2 separate regions of the Oryctolagus cuniculus genome follow, and region 2 is linked to region 1. The links are chromatin contacts, called in public Hi-C maps. All regions are on one chromosome and are shown on one strand. The core of a region is the stretch at or near the end of the contact, and the rest is flanking DNA. Distances in the headings are between cores, read along the strand shown. Region 1 overlaps VAV3 (vav guanine nucleotide exchange factor 3). Region 2 has its middle 440 kb from the start of NTNG1.

The links. A called contact is a pair of places that touch in the nucleus more often than the background predicts.
Region 2: a contact with region 1 is called in a Hi-C map of embryonic fibroblasts, with 4 times the contacts expected there. The contact joins two enhancer-like sites. A contact is called at or near these places in 2 of 6 Hi-C or Micro-C datasets (ear pinna and embryonic fibroblasts).

The regions. Positions count from the first base shown.
Region 1 is chr7:62,590,438-62,597,935 of mOryCun1.1, reverse strand. VAV3 (vav guanine nucleotide exchange factor 3) reads right to left here. Exons shown (of 27, transcript XM_002715817.5): 13 at 6,305-6,390; 14 at 4,244-4,376; 15 at 3,745-3,854. Among named protein-coding and RNA genes, the nearest start is that of VAV3, 230 kb to the right of the region's middle. Within about 2 kb of position 3,370, at least 1 of the 8 cell types and tissues checked has an H3K27ac peak or open chromatin away from gene starts, as enhancers often do.
Region 2 is chr7:62,805,763-62,813,260 of mOryCun1.1, reverse strand. No RefSeq gene overlaps it. Among named protein-coding and RNA genes, the nearest start is that of NTNG1, 440 kb to the left of the region's middle. Within about 2 kb of position 3,895, at least 1 of the 8 cell types and tissues checked has an H3K27ac peak or open chromatin away from gene starts, as enhancers often do.

The DNA of each region.
Region 1 (7,498 bases), core at 2,121-4,620:
TCTCATGGGAAAAAAAGGAGAAAAAAAAAATCCTTCTTCCTACCCTCTCCAAGTGGGTCACTGCTGCTTTTCTTTGTAGAGCCCTTCCTGGAGAGGTTTGCCAAGTTCAGACGGGGTTCACTGCATATTTTAAATGCTGGACGTGGCAATGGCCAAAGAAGGTCAGAGAACAAGACTGCTGAGCAAGGATGGGATGCACTGGGAGAAGACAGTGAGGCTGAGATGTAGGTCACCTCTGGGGAGATGATTTGTGTTCACCAGATACTTACTGTTTATTGGTGCTCATGCTTTTCTTTGGTCTTTGTTTTGAAGTTCTAAAGTAAGAGTGGTATTTTATGTGCCTTACAGGTGATTCACAATTATTTTAAATAAAGATGATCCAATCATCCTATAAACAGAATTGCCATCTTCTGTAAATAGTTCTGGCAAACATTTCATCATTCTCAAAAATATCAACTCCCTTGACTTCCCAGCATCTTCTCTGCCAATGCCTCCATTTCCATCTCAGAGTTTCTTAAAGCTGAAGTCCAGAGTCCCTGAGAACTAAGCGACTGCTGTAAATGCTAAAGACACAGGGAGGGGCTGTCCTATGGCGCTACACAGGGCTTGCAGTTTTTCACATATTTTCATGAATGCTGCAGGTTTTATTAGCTTTCTTTTATTCTCCATGACTTATATAGTAAGTACTAGAACTTTAGATAATGGCTAAAACAGAAAAAAAAAAGAATCATAGGCAAAATCTTAAGCTTTAGGATTTACCTAGGTTATTCTATTTTTCTGAGCACAAGACAGGCAAGAGCTATCTTACAAAGCTGAGAAAGAATATCAGGGCTTTTCTACATAATGAGCTTCAAAAAGAGAAGAGGAAATAATGGGATAGTCTGATGCCTGATTAAAATCTTGATTTTTATTTTATCATCCATGGCATAATCCCTGCTTATAGAAGAGCTCAACTTCAAGTCTGAGCAATTCTCCAAAAAGGTTTCCGTCCTCTCGTGAGCTGCACGGACAGTCACTGGAACCCTTAAATACAAAGCCACTTCTGATGTTTTACCCATGTTGTTGAGACGCTTGGGAAATAATCACAGATTAGCAATCCTGGGTTCCCACTGTGCTGCAGTCATCCTCACTGTGGTAAAGCAACTGCAATCCATCTGCGTTCTTGAATGCACACACCTGGAAGGCAGTGACTCTTATCTGCCTGTAACAACCCATTCCTTCCTTCTCTCAGCTAGAGAACCTCAGTTCTTAACCAGGTACTGATTCGACATCTAGATTATATTTCCCAGCCTCCTCTGTCAGGTGTGGCTACATGCCTAAGTTCTAGAAAGTACTATACAACAGAAGCTTGAAGCATTTCTGCAAAGGATCCTAAAAAGTGAGGGATTACCGTCTGCTACCTGAAATGGAGATTTTATACCTGGAGTTCTGATAACTATCTTAGACCACAAGGTAACCAGACTTGGGGTAGAAGCTAAATGCTGACAATGGCAGAATAAAAAGACATAAGCCTGAGTTCCTCGTGCTCTGGAAGCCACCCTACCACGCCCCATCTACCAACTCCAGATGCTTTTATGCAAAAGAACTACATTTAAGCATCTATCTCATCAAGTCTCTTATACCCAGGGATTGGCTATTTGATTTCCAAAAACTGAAGAAAACAGTAACCGATATGTCTATTATACAGTGAAAGGAGGATGACTGCTCTGGGCTGAGAAATTCAGCTTTCCTCCTCTGCAGAAATTCCTCCACCCATCAGAAAATATTAGACTACCAATCCTCCCCACAGGAGCCAAGGCTTGTGATCAGCTGTGCCTTTGCACATTACTACTAACCTCAGCATGCTACCACTCCAATTGCAGCTGCTCAACCCCAGGTGCCTCACTAAAAAAAGAATACTAGCTTTATGATATAGCTGACTGTTGGTCAGAAACTGGACAGAGCACCTTTTCACTTGTGCCCCAAACCACATGGATCCCCACAGTATAGTCAAAGGCACTAATGTATGAAACTACTAACCTCTAATACTTAATTATTGTAATCAACACCAATAAATCACAAAGACCACCATGGAATACGATGTTCTCTGGTTTTATAAGTATCCATAAATGGATTAGAGTCCTAAACACATACCCGTAGTAATGATAGCAATAACAGTAGGTATCGCTTTATGGTTCAATACCATATTATTGTTATTGTACCATTTGGCTGTACATAGTACAATATGATGCCAAATACTTCCTGGAATTTTGAATAATTATTGCCCTTAATTTGCAGATGAGGAAACTGAAGCTCCGGCAGGGGTGAGGGACATCTGGCCTGTAGACTGTGTAAGGCCTGCAAAACCATTTGGCCTGGCCCTTCTGAGGCAAACACAGGCAGGACTCAAGATTTAATAAACCTGCAGCAGGCTAATTTTTAAGCTGAACATTTTATATGGCCCACGAATGATGTTACAAATATCCAAATGGCCCTTGGCAGAAAAAAGGTTCCCCACCCCTGCATAGGTTAAACAGCTAAGGCCATGTAGTCAGATCATAGCAGTAATTACAGCAGAACCAAGAATTGTCTATAAGCCTAAAAATATTTTGGCTATACAATCCTGCCTTTCAAGATATTAAATAAAACAATCATATCAGAATGTTTATCTTCCTCCCCTCAGAACTACAATAAATCACTGTAATCCTACCTCAATTTTTTTATTACATAAGTACTTCCTAAAACAAAACAAAACAAAATTACAGGATATTTCAGAAAATGGTAAACAATGCTGGAACACAAATAAAATCACGGAAGTGTTTTTCTTTTCAATCTCACTTTTTGTTAACAGTTTCACTTCATGGTTACCTGTATATTTCCACAAGAGTCACTGCACACTTTTTGATCCATAAATACCAAAAATGAAAAGAAACACCCAGAACAATATGTTCCTTGGTAATTACTTCTCTGTATGCCACCCTTTTTGAATCAAGTCTGATTAATTTTCTACTCTTTGTTGAACTTCCTCTTCGGTACAAGAACACTAAAAGAAATCAAGTCCTTAAAGCATTCACTGAATACATTAAACAATTTAGCAAAGATTCAAATAGTAAATGATTTTAAAACAGAGGGGAGGAATTGATGTATTAAAAATAAGATGTGTGCACATATGTATATTTAGTGTGTGTATGTGGAGATATCTGTATTGAATTTAGAGGTTGGTATACTAAAACAAAGCAATTCCATTAAAACTTTCACATTATAATAATTATTAATATTTTCTTAAACTGCTAAAAGCTGGTCCTTTTCGTGGTCCTATGAGAAGAAAATCAAACAGAAGGTTGGAGCTCCCTCTTGCTTCCTTTTGAAGAAATTCACCAAAACTCTTCTAGGAGACAGAGGTTATCCAGCAGGCAGCTTGGCAGCACGCGACAGTGTCACGTGTTCCACCATCATCTGTATTCAGCAGGGGTGGGGAACGTCTGGCCTGCAGGCCGTGTAAGGCCCACAAAATCTTCTGGTCTGGCCCTGCCAGGGCAAATGCAGACAGGACTGGAAATCCCATAACTCTCTAATAGCAGGCTAATTTTTAAGCTGATAATTTTGAATGGCCCATGAGTGATGTTATAAATACTCAAAGGCCACTGGCAGAAAAAAGTGCCCCACCCCTCATACATGCTAGAAACATTAGGCTACATTGATTGTTATTCACTCCTCATGATTGACTTAATAGGAAAAGACACTTTTAAAAGTAGAAATACTCACAAAGCCATTTCAAACTGTTCCAGCCATTTTTTCTTTAAATCTTTTGTTTTGCAATAAAATTCCAACCCATTTTGTCCTTGGGTATGAATGAGGTAGAAGCCATAAGACCACTGTTAAAATTAATATTCCTTGGGTTAATACAAAGCACTTCTTAATAGCATGTTTCCAAATTCACTAAAACACCACCTTGAGCATCCAAAATCTCAAAGCATTATCAAAACAGAAACTGTAAACAGTTAAGTGTGTTAATAAGATATAGGCAACTTCATCTCTCTAACAACATCTATGCCAAATGCATCTTGCTGCCTTGATCATTAGAATATTTAGAGATAATTAAACTTGGCATTGCCCAGTTCCTACTCTCACAGGTATGTAACTATTCAATCTCTAGAAACAAAACACTTAGAACAATAAGTCATATCTTGCATTAATGTATTAACACACTTTCCTGGATATTCAAAGTTATGAGTAAATTAGTTATTAGTTTCCCCAGAGTCACCTTTTTATTTTCTTTATCAGTTGTAGGATTGTTGGCTATCTTGTACTGCTGAAGATCTATTATTTCCTTCATTTCATAGTTATCACCTTTCCTTTTACATACAATCACTGCCAAATCAAACAAGAAGATATGCCTGTGAAAGAGAGGAGAGAAGGGAGGGAGGGAGGGAGGGAAGGAGAGAGGAGGAGGAGGAGGGGCAGGGGGAAGCAGGTGGGGGACAGGGGAAGGAGGGAGAGGGAAAGAGAGAGGAAAAAAAAGGGATTTAGGAAAACCAACCAAACTTTTTTCCTTTGCATTAAAGATAAGAAGGCAAGAGGCAGTGTAGCACGTTGGAAGGAATGCAAGCTCTGACACCATCAGAGCTGCCTGTATCCTGGCACCACCCTCTTCCATGGGAACATAACTGCTCTTCGGTCCCTCATTGTAAAAATGGGCAAAATTGGGGCCGGCACTGTGGCGCAGTGGGTTAATCCTCCACCTGCGGCACCAGCATCCCATATTGGTGCCAGTTCTAGTCTTGGCTGCTCCACTTCTGATCCAGCTCTCTGCTGTGGCCTGGGGAAGCAGTAGAAGATGGCCAAAGTCCCTGGGCCCCTGCACCTGCATGGGAGACCAGGAAGAAGCACCTGGTTCCTCGCTTCAGATTGGCGCAGTTCTAGCTGTTGCAGCCATCTGGGGAGTGAACCAACGGAAGGAAGACCTTTCTCTCTGTATCTCCCTCTCACTGTCTGTAACTCTACCTCTCAAATAAATAAATAAAAATCTTTTTAAAAAATGGGCAAAATCTAATACAAGCAACGTGCACACTGCAGGATTATTGAAAAGACCAACTGAGATAAGCCATAAAGTTTATTCCTAAGCACTTATTATTTAGTGAAAATGTTAAAACCTCTAAAGAATACTATTAATGACTAGAGAGACAACCTTCTCCTGAAGTCACTAGGAGCCCGCCAGAATGCCTTGGAAGTGTTGTCTGTCCCTCTCACAAAGGTGTCTCACTCATTTCAAGTCCCCAGGCCCACCTGCTGGGCAGGTGTTCTCCTCATCCTCCTTGCACTGGGAAGGAGACTGCCAGTGGAGATCATCTGCTCCAGGCCACACTGCTGCTGAGGAGCAGAGCAGGATTTCCGGGCAGCTCTAAGCTTCCAACCTGTGCCCTCACCCTCTAAGCTGCTCCCCGTGAGTTCAGGGACCACCGACAACACGAACTGAGTGGTGAATGGACAAACTGTTAAACAGAAGTGATGGCAAAATCTGCATGTTACTACTTTTTTCTATAAAAACAATGTTAAGTCGGGCAAAAAAACAAACCTTATAATGCTATCATTCAACCTCCAAACTTGTGTATTTTCATAAACTCTCAATGATTAATACAAATACTTCTCTTTACACAATGATGATAAGTTCACAGAGCTCTAATACTTGCATCTCTTTGGCAAAGTCTGAAGTTTAAGGATATGCAACTCCTGGGAGCTACTGTGGAGACAAGGTAATGATGTAGAAGCAAGAGCTGATGCTGCCCCCTGCTGGCTGACCTGTTTTCCAAAGATTCTAAAAAATGGCCAAATAAGCCACAAAAGCATCAGTCTGACAATCACATACAATTAAAAGACTGTAGGCCAATGTCACTAATTCAGGTTCATCCATAAATTTCCCTCTAGAAAAATATCACTAGATGCCCTCACTTAGTCTTCTTTCTTAAGACATTTTCTGTGAGTTATTTTTAAATGTTTACCAAAAAAAAAAAACTTCGTTTTTTTATGGTCATTGTATTTATTTTAACCTTAGCTGACTATATAGAGAGTCATACATGTATGTATGTGTATATATGTGAGTATATATATATATATATTATTTTCTTCTTAAGAACTTAGAAAAATCAACAAATATCAGAATAGAAATGGAGATATCTAAGATAGCTCTACCAGAACATTTTAGAAACCCAGTTGGTCTATTCTCTTGTTTTCCTCCCATCTTTTCTCCCTGAGGAATTGTTTTTAAGGTTGTCTCAATCTTCTGACGTTAATTACTTAGTCTCAAAATAAATACTGCTCTTCTCACCTTTCTTGTTTTGTATGCTTGTCCAGAGTGGTTATCCGAATTTCACCATCTCCCTGAGGTCGTCCAAAAAGCAAAACTGGTTGGTTCTAAAATATAAAATGTATATGTCTCAGTTTTTCAAGTCATCTAACAAAAAAAAAGTATAAGAAATTTGCTCAGGACAAGTAGATTACAAATTTTATCATCGTTTTAGTTTTTTTTTTTTTTTAACAAACTGAAAAAGCTTAGATCTGTATGATGTATGAGGGTACTTCAAAAGGCTTGCAAGAAAAAATGGATACAGAAGATTTTCAAGTTTGTGCAGTTTTTTTCATAATATGCATTTTCATGAACTTTCTGAAGACCTTTAGTATGCATGGATTTTTTAAAAAAAATTAAACCAAATACACTTATCTATTGATTCCTTTTTACATGAACTAACTGAATTACTCTCACACTCCCAAAGATTTCTTCTTAATCCCAGGAGGAAGTTAATTTTACTTATAATCTGCAATGAGAAGCTAGCTGCCAAAACAAACAGGAAGAATCTAAAACCTGAGCATTCTACCGATGTTTTTATAATATCTACTGCGTGCCAGCCGCCGTAAGAAGTGTAAAATGAGAAAGACCTTTCCTCATGGAACATACTGCCTAGTAGGGTAACAAATACTCACAACAGCAACTACAGACGCACAATGCCATGAGGAAGAGAAAAGGATGGGAACCCAATTTGATCTAGAAAATCAGGGATGGATTCCTTGAGGTAAGATATCAAAGATAAAAAGTTATGACTTAACTAATTTTTTTTGTGTTTTTCCCCAGAAACCTTTTATTTAAGGAATATAAACTTCATGCATTTTGTAATTACAACTTTAGGAACATGGTGATTCTTCCCACTGTACCCATCCTACTCACTTTCCCACCCCTCTTCCTCCTCCCTCTCCTATTCCCATTCTGATTTTTACTAAGATCTGTTTTTAATTAACTTTATATACATATGATTAAAAATAATATATAAGTAGCCATATATATACATATACACATATAAATAATAATCAAATTATATATGTATACATATATGACCACTTATTGTATACTTGCTAAGGGAATAAAGGATTAAAAATTGTCATTTATATCTGTCACCAAAATTTCCATTATAATAAAGGACACAGATATGTGCTTAATTAACTCTATTATAGGAAAATATTTTAAAAA
Region 2 (7,498 bases), core at 2,646-5,145, 210 kb before region 1:
ATTAATGTTCCAGGCATTTGTGCCTTCTCTCTCGTGTCCTTTAATATTTGCTTGTTCTTTTATTTGGACCAAAAGCAGAAAAAGCTCAGTTGCAGACATAGAACATGCAGCCCTCTAGTTCAGTAGAGTGTCTTTTTTTTTTTTTTTTTTTAAAGAGAGGCTTCAGAAGCAAGTTGATAAATGGCTGATGAGAAACAGGGGTTTCATGGGGCTGGCACAAGGAGAGGTTAACCATGCAGGGGAGAATTCAGGATTCGATGATAGGGAGCTGCCATGTCTCCCCTCAAAGGAGAAGTTATCGATTCATTTTTAAGGAAAACAACTTGGATCCTTGAGACTGCTGGAGGGGGAGCAGCGGAGTCTCTGTGCCTGCCACATCAGGTGACCTTTGCGTGGGGCTGCAGAAAGAACAATGGAGAGACGGCGCTCCTAGATTAGTCACTGGGGCTGTTTGATGTGTTCCTACGCCAGATGTTCCCTTGCTGATCCCTGCCTGGCCCATATGTCTTCTGTGAACAAGAGAGCGAGGGAGCCAGGGGCTGCCACTTCTGAAGCAGCGCCAGTGCGGGTTAATGGAGTCGTTGGCAGGAGGCTGCTGCCTGATTGGTCCTTCAGTGTTTCTTTTAGAGATCAAGGGCGTTATGCAGACAGCACACCTGCCCACTCTCAGGGCCAGACTCGCGGCTGATAGGCAGCTTTGGTTCCTGCTGGGTTCTGGAGATCTCCACAGGGCCCCTCAGCTGGGTCCTCAGCCCTTACCCTCCTTCTTCCCAGTCACAAGAAGCCACTGTGGAATTTTTTAAACAGCCATTGCCATGTTCAAAGTGGGGCCCAATCTGGTCAGTGGGTTTTCTGTTCCCACTAGTAATATCCATCTGCCGTCTGCCCAGGTGAGTGTTGGCGACATTCTGTTGTCCTCTGAGGTAAGGGAGAAATGGGATCACCATTTAAGCTGGCAGGTGGAGACAAGAGACTTGACGGTCTGTTCATTTGGGAAACTTGGCCGCTTTTGTGTTTTGACTTCAGCAAGAGCAGTGTGCTGGGTGCAGGAGGCAATGTACCGTTTCCAGCTTCTCGAGAAACCTGGAAGGGATATTCTCTTTGTCTGCCCACATCATCTTTTTATTTTATTTGTATTTTTTTCTGGAATTCTGCTTGGAGCTGCTCGTGGGCACCTTATTCAGGCTGGCCAATGAGGGAAGCTGTCTGTCACTTTCCAACAAGCACTGGCCTGACAGTGTGCTCCAGGTGTGGCAGTTATGGAATGTAGCACCTAGAGCCAATCAGTGAGTGACTCCCGGGAGGAGTCCAAGTGTCACAAGCAAGGGAGTGCAGACCCCAGCAGTGGGTCAGCGCCTCCATGGGCCAGCAGTTCTGGAGAACCCACTGCACCCCTGCCCTTCCTCGTTGGCTTCGAGATCCCTTTTTCAGTTATGTATGATATTCCTGTATCTGCACTGTAAATTACTGTTTTTGCCAAATCTATTTTGAGTTTCTCTCACTTGCATCTAAAAGACTCCTGACAGATAAGTGAACCAAATCAGATGGATAATCCCATAAATCATGATTTTGAAAGCCAAATCTCTCATTAACCAACTTACCAAAAACCGAACTCCTCTGTTTGCCAAGAAAACCAGTCACAAAACAGGAGTCCTCCCAACTTCAGTCTGGCCATGGCTTCTTGAAGGCTTTTAAGTTAGCTCATTTAGCTATGGTAATTCCTCTAAGACGAACGCCAATTTCCTCTAGGTTTTACAGTTTAAACCTGGAATGTCTCGAAGCCTGGAAGTTCTGTATGCAAATGAGGTGAATTTCCCGCTAATGCAGTGCGCCAGGCTCTCTGGTTCGGGATCTTATGCTTTGCTTCTACCGGCTCCTCTGCTTCTTCACCTTGTTCCTGCCTCGTGCTCCTATCACCCTGACCTTGCTTGCTCTTGCCTGCAAAATGACTGTGACAAGCTCTTCTGTGTCTAAGGAATGTATTCCCCCATCGTTAGTGAGCTGCTCTTCCAGCAGTTAGCTATTAGGTGAAGCGGTTTTGAATAACTGATTCTAGTGGCTTGAGTAAGATCTCAAACACTCACGCAACGTGGGTGAGTTGGAGACTGAAAGACCTATTGAACAATTAGCTTCCATCTCCTATCCCTTCCCCCTTCCCTTTCAGTGGGCTAGCCTCTTTACCCTGCTTGTGGATGTCCCTGGACTCTTGAGATAAATTCTGACCCCTGATCTGAAGGATCTGCAGGAGCTGCCTTGGGAGGGCCAGGGCTCCATGTTGCACAGGGCCATGCAAGCTACTGTAGTAATTACCTCACTCATATATTGTGCTTCTTCATCATATGCTGCTGCTAATCTGCATTAATTAATTACTTAGTTATAATTGCTTGCTTTTCACATCCCTCCCCACAAGAATAGCAGTTTCTAAGGGCAGGAAGCATTTCAGCCTGGTGTCATCACCATATCCCAAAACCAGGCACAGTGTTGGTTGCACGGTAGATACTCCGCTGCTTCCGTAGGAAATCATAGGTCAGCCAACTCCACCACCATGTGGGCACTATCCTGTTTTCCCCCTCCTACACCGACCCTACTGCTGCCTCCCTTCAACCTTCTGAGGACCAGACCCTGGGCAGCCCTGCTTTCTCCCACAGCTCAGTCCCTTCTTTTGGCCATAGGACTGGGAGAGTCTAACCTGCTGGATGCTGGACGAGTCCAGCTCAGCCTTTTTCTTTCATTTATTTGACCTCAACACCACTTTCCTTCACCGCCCATGTCCCTGTCTCTGGGTGAAGCTTTGCTGCTTCTCCAAGCTACCCAACAGAGTGTGATGAAACACCTGACAGCCATCATCTGCTGCGAAAGGAGGAGACTCAGCAGGACACCTCAGAAAGGGCAGGCACCACAGAGCCAGGCAGGGGAAGGGCAGACAAGGCGGCCAGAATGGGGGCAGTTTCAGGTTCTATCTTTTACTTGCCATGTGATATGGTACAAAGGAGAGTTAATGATAACCACTAGTTCACAGTGTTCTACTTGTGAGAAACAAGAAGCCACTCAGAATAAAAAGCTAAACTGGGATGAATTATGAAGGAATGGCTCACACAGGCCAGTTGTAAGGATAGATACCTCCAATAAGAGTGGGAGAGCTGCTGACGGTTTATCTTGGTCTCTCTCCCTCTCTGCCTGACCTCCTCATTCTATTGCTCTCTCTGTGCCCTGGTTTCCTCTGCATGATTTCCAGCAAGCATCCAGTCCGCAGGGCCACCTACACCGACAGGCCTGTCTGCTGGGTCTGTATGTCTTTCTCTCTGTTCTTCTCACAATTAGGGGCTCAGGCTCTGCCGCCCACTACAAAACTTCAGGGGAGTTTCCAATTGGCCCAGTGTAGATAATAAGATTTGCATGGAACAAGAGCTGCCTCTCCAGGCTTTGGGTATGAGTATGGGGAGAGCAATCTAATAATGAGTGGGTGCTGGAGAATTAATAGGCCCTGTCACCTCCCTACCTCATGGTGGTTAAGAAAATAAATAGAATAAATAAATAAATAGAATAGAAAATAGAAAACGATGTCTGTCTCAAACTAGAAGCTCATTGGTTCCACCCCCCGCCCCAATTAGGTCACACTTGCCACCTGGTTAAGGACAGTTCATACTTAAGGTCTTTGCCTGAAGTCACCCTCTTGATTCCATGGACTGTCTACCCCTTTCTTGCTTTTTGGAAAAAAAAAAAAAACCTGAAACAAAGCCTGACTGGGCACAGATACGCTGCTGACAGCTGCCCTTCCCATCCCACTCTGCATCCTCTTGAGGGTGGGCATCCTGATTTCCACCCTCAACTCAATGGGCTATGCAGGCATTCAGAGTAAGTGTCTCTCCTGAGCAGGGCCAGGAAGGCACCTACTGTTAGCTAGGCACCTGCCTTCCTGCCTTCTCTTTTGACTCTGAATTTAAAGGTTGCCAAATTCATCAAATGAAAATGCAGGACACTCAATTAAATTGTAGATAAGCAAGCAATTTTTTTAGCGTGTGTCTCAGATATCCATTGTTTACCTGAAATTCTTATTTACCTGTGTGTTCTGTATTTTATCTGGCAACCTACTTGTGATAGTGCCTTTTCTTGTTTCATTCTCTACAGTGGCTCTCTAACAATGTCACACACACATGCACACACACACGTACACACACACAAACACTACACATCTGCACTCCAAGCAGGCCCATGATGAGCATTCAATAGTTAATTCTCTCTCCACCCTCCTCTGTCTGCCTCAGTCTCCTGTTCCTACTTGTCTGACCAACTTCTAGCCCCATCTTTCTGTGCCTGATTATTTACATTGGGCACGAACCCAGCCCTGGCTCTTAGCAAACTATGCCCTTGGCTCCACACCAACTGTTTCTATAGCCAGAACAGGCACTGTTTTTGCTTATGCACTAAAAGGTAAGGGTAATAACTTAGCTCTTTCCATCTCAAGTCTGCATTCCCCTCTACGATGGTGATTATCCAGCAAACAAGGAAGCATTTCATATTTCACACCATTTCATTCCCCCCTCTTTTGCACTCTCTCATTTTCAGTGATACATTCCCCCAGATCTCTTTGGCCCTCACTTGCCATCTTTACTGAACTCTATGTATTGGTTTCTTAAGGTGTTTTTGTTGCTAATGCTGTTTTGGCTTTATTCCCTGGAGCTACATGCTGGAATGCCTCACAGAGCTACGAAGGAGGGGAGGACAGACTGCATTTGGAATTATCAAGGTTGAGAAATAACAAAGGTCTTGAATCCTTCCCCCTAAAAGAATACCAAGTTCTTGTAGTATATCCGAATTTATTTCATTTGACTTTAGAACTCAGATTCCCGAAGCCACAGATTTATATCTGAGATCAAAAGAATGACAGTTTAACTTACCAGTGATCCCTAAAACACAAAACAAGTCTCAGGCCCTAGAACATCATGATTGTAAAGAGTAAAGGGTGTGAAAAGGTCAGGAAACTCTTAGCCAGTGAGACCTGGCAGATGTCAGAGAGGAAGAAACACCTGCTCAAGCCACCATAGAAGACAAAACTAAACATCTGTCAAATTAGAAAAGGAAGGAATATTCTTTGTCATTACAAGTGAAATGTTTTCCAATTGAATGGGTTTTTACATCAAGCTCATTTTGGCCATGTTTACCAATACAAACATCAGAGTTTTTCAGGGAGCTCAAGAGAGAGCAGATGTTAATTAGAATGGAATCATAGCAAGGCATTCTGCTCTTTGTTATGTCCTAGTGTTGCATTATTAGTTCATCACACCCACTTAGTCAGCATTGCAACCTGGGCAGGAAATAATCTACACACAGAGCTTGATTCATGGGAGTCATTCTCTAAGTGTGATCCTGAGCCAAAGGCACCAGTCTTTCATGAGTCTTTCAACTCAGTAAAAATGCAGCTGACCTACCATTTCAGAGAGGCTGGCGAAGGAACCCTGCTGACAAGCCCTCTGATGTGCCACCACAGCCACTTGGTTGTCACCTACCTGATTCTTTCTGATCACCCTATACTCATCCGCAGGGCAAGAGAAATTACTATTTTTCTCAAAGCATTTTGTCTTAAATGTGTCAGAAGTCTAATTTGGTCCTTTCCTTTGTTTAGCATGGACACTAGAGTCAGTGGTGCAAATCTCAGACCCAGGAGTTACTTGATTTGTTTGTTACCCACACATCTCTTCAGTAACACGGCATTATTTGGTTACACCTTACCCTTGCCTAAGGTCCTGAAGAGGGCAGATCAAGAAGAGTAGAAAGACTATCTCACCCAGGTATTGCTGCTCCTCCCAGGACTGAGGGGGAAATGAATCTTGCACGCCACCAGCAGGGTGCCCTCCACCCAGGTAAGTCCTCCTAAAAATGCAGAGGAAAGCAATCAGGTTTTCACAGTGGAAGGCTTATGACTTGGGTCTCCACCTAGGAGGCCAAGGGGTGCGAGTGACAGCTACAATGTTTGGGATCTAGAGATTTGCTCAATCTCCGACTCTAAACCCAGTCTCAGCATGAATAACCTCAACCTCAATCCAAAATTATTTCTAGCTTGTTACATGGCTCTACATTTACATATATATATATGCATACACATATATATTAGAAAAAGTGTTTTATTCCTTTATATTATTTATTTGAAAAGGGATGAGAAAGAGAGAGAGAGAGCAAGAGCCTATCTGTTGGCTCACTCCTCAAATGCCCATGATACCAGGGGCTATACCAGGCCAAAGTCAAGGGCCTAGAACTCAATTCAAGTCTCCCACGTGAGTGACAGAAATTCAAACACTTGAGCAATAACCTGCTGCCTCCCAGGGTACACATTATCAGGAAGTGGGAATGAGAAGCAGAGCCAGGACTCAACCCAGATACTGCAACAAGGGCTGCGGGTATACCAACTGGTATTCTGACTGCTAGGCCAAATAGCAGCCTGGAAAAACCCATATATTTTTAACCCCCAAAATAATTGTATTGGCCTTAATAATGCCTTCTTCTTATTTTCTGGGCATTGAACAGATCATGTCATACTTAAAGTTCTTCTCTAATGCAATTTTACAACAAAGTATGTTCACCATGTATTAAGTTTATGAAGTCGGCTACCAAATAGGACATACACACATGCACAAAAAACTGTATCTAATATATACCAATGACTGAGATCTGGGCTTTGTGAGATTTGGGGTTTCTACTTTATACTTTTGTGGCCATAGATACAGTAACTTTATTTTTAAAGTGGTAAAACCATCTGACCTTAATGTACCTCTTTCAAAATATCTGTTAGTTACTATAATAGCCTTAGTATATGTCCATAAATTCTTTGATATTCCCCTCTGAGGAGGTGGAACATAATTTCCAACTCCTTGAGTGTGGACTGAACTTAATGTCTCTCTTCTAATGAACAGAGTACAGAAAGGGAATAGTAAATGTACAGTGGATCAACCTGAAAGATACAACCACAGCTAAGTCAAGGTCAACTTCAGCAGTAATAATTCATGTTGCTATAATTTACACTTGGATATGATGTGATGAGAAGGACATTCACTTCAGTGGTATTCTTCCCTAAAATGCAGATACCTAGTTCAACTATGAGAAAGTATCAAACACAAATTGAGGGATATGCCACAAAATACTTTATCAGCACCCTTCACAGTTACCAAGGTCAAGAAAAATAAAACAAGACAGAAACTATCACAGATTGGAAAAGATTAAGAGACTAGACAATTGAATGCAATGTGGTATCTTACATTGGATCACGGAACAAGAAATGAACTTTAATAGCAATGGAGAAATTGGAATAAAGCCCATATGATTGTTAATTTTTCTGTTTTGTAAAAGTACCATGGCTACTTAAGATGTTAACATTAGTGGAAGCCAAGTAAAAGGTGTGTATATGGGAACTCTTCTAAACTATCTTTATAACTCTTATATAAATCTCAGATCATCTCAAAATAAAAGTTAAAAATACAAGAAGACTACTGAGCATTTAACAAAA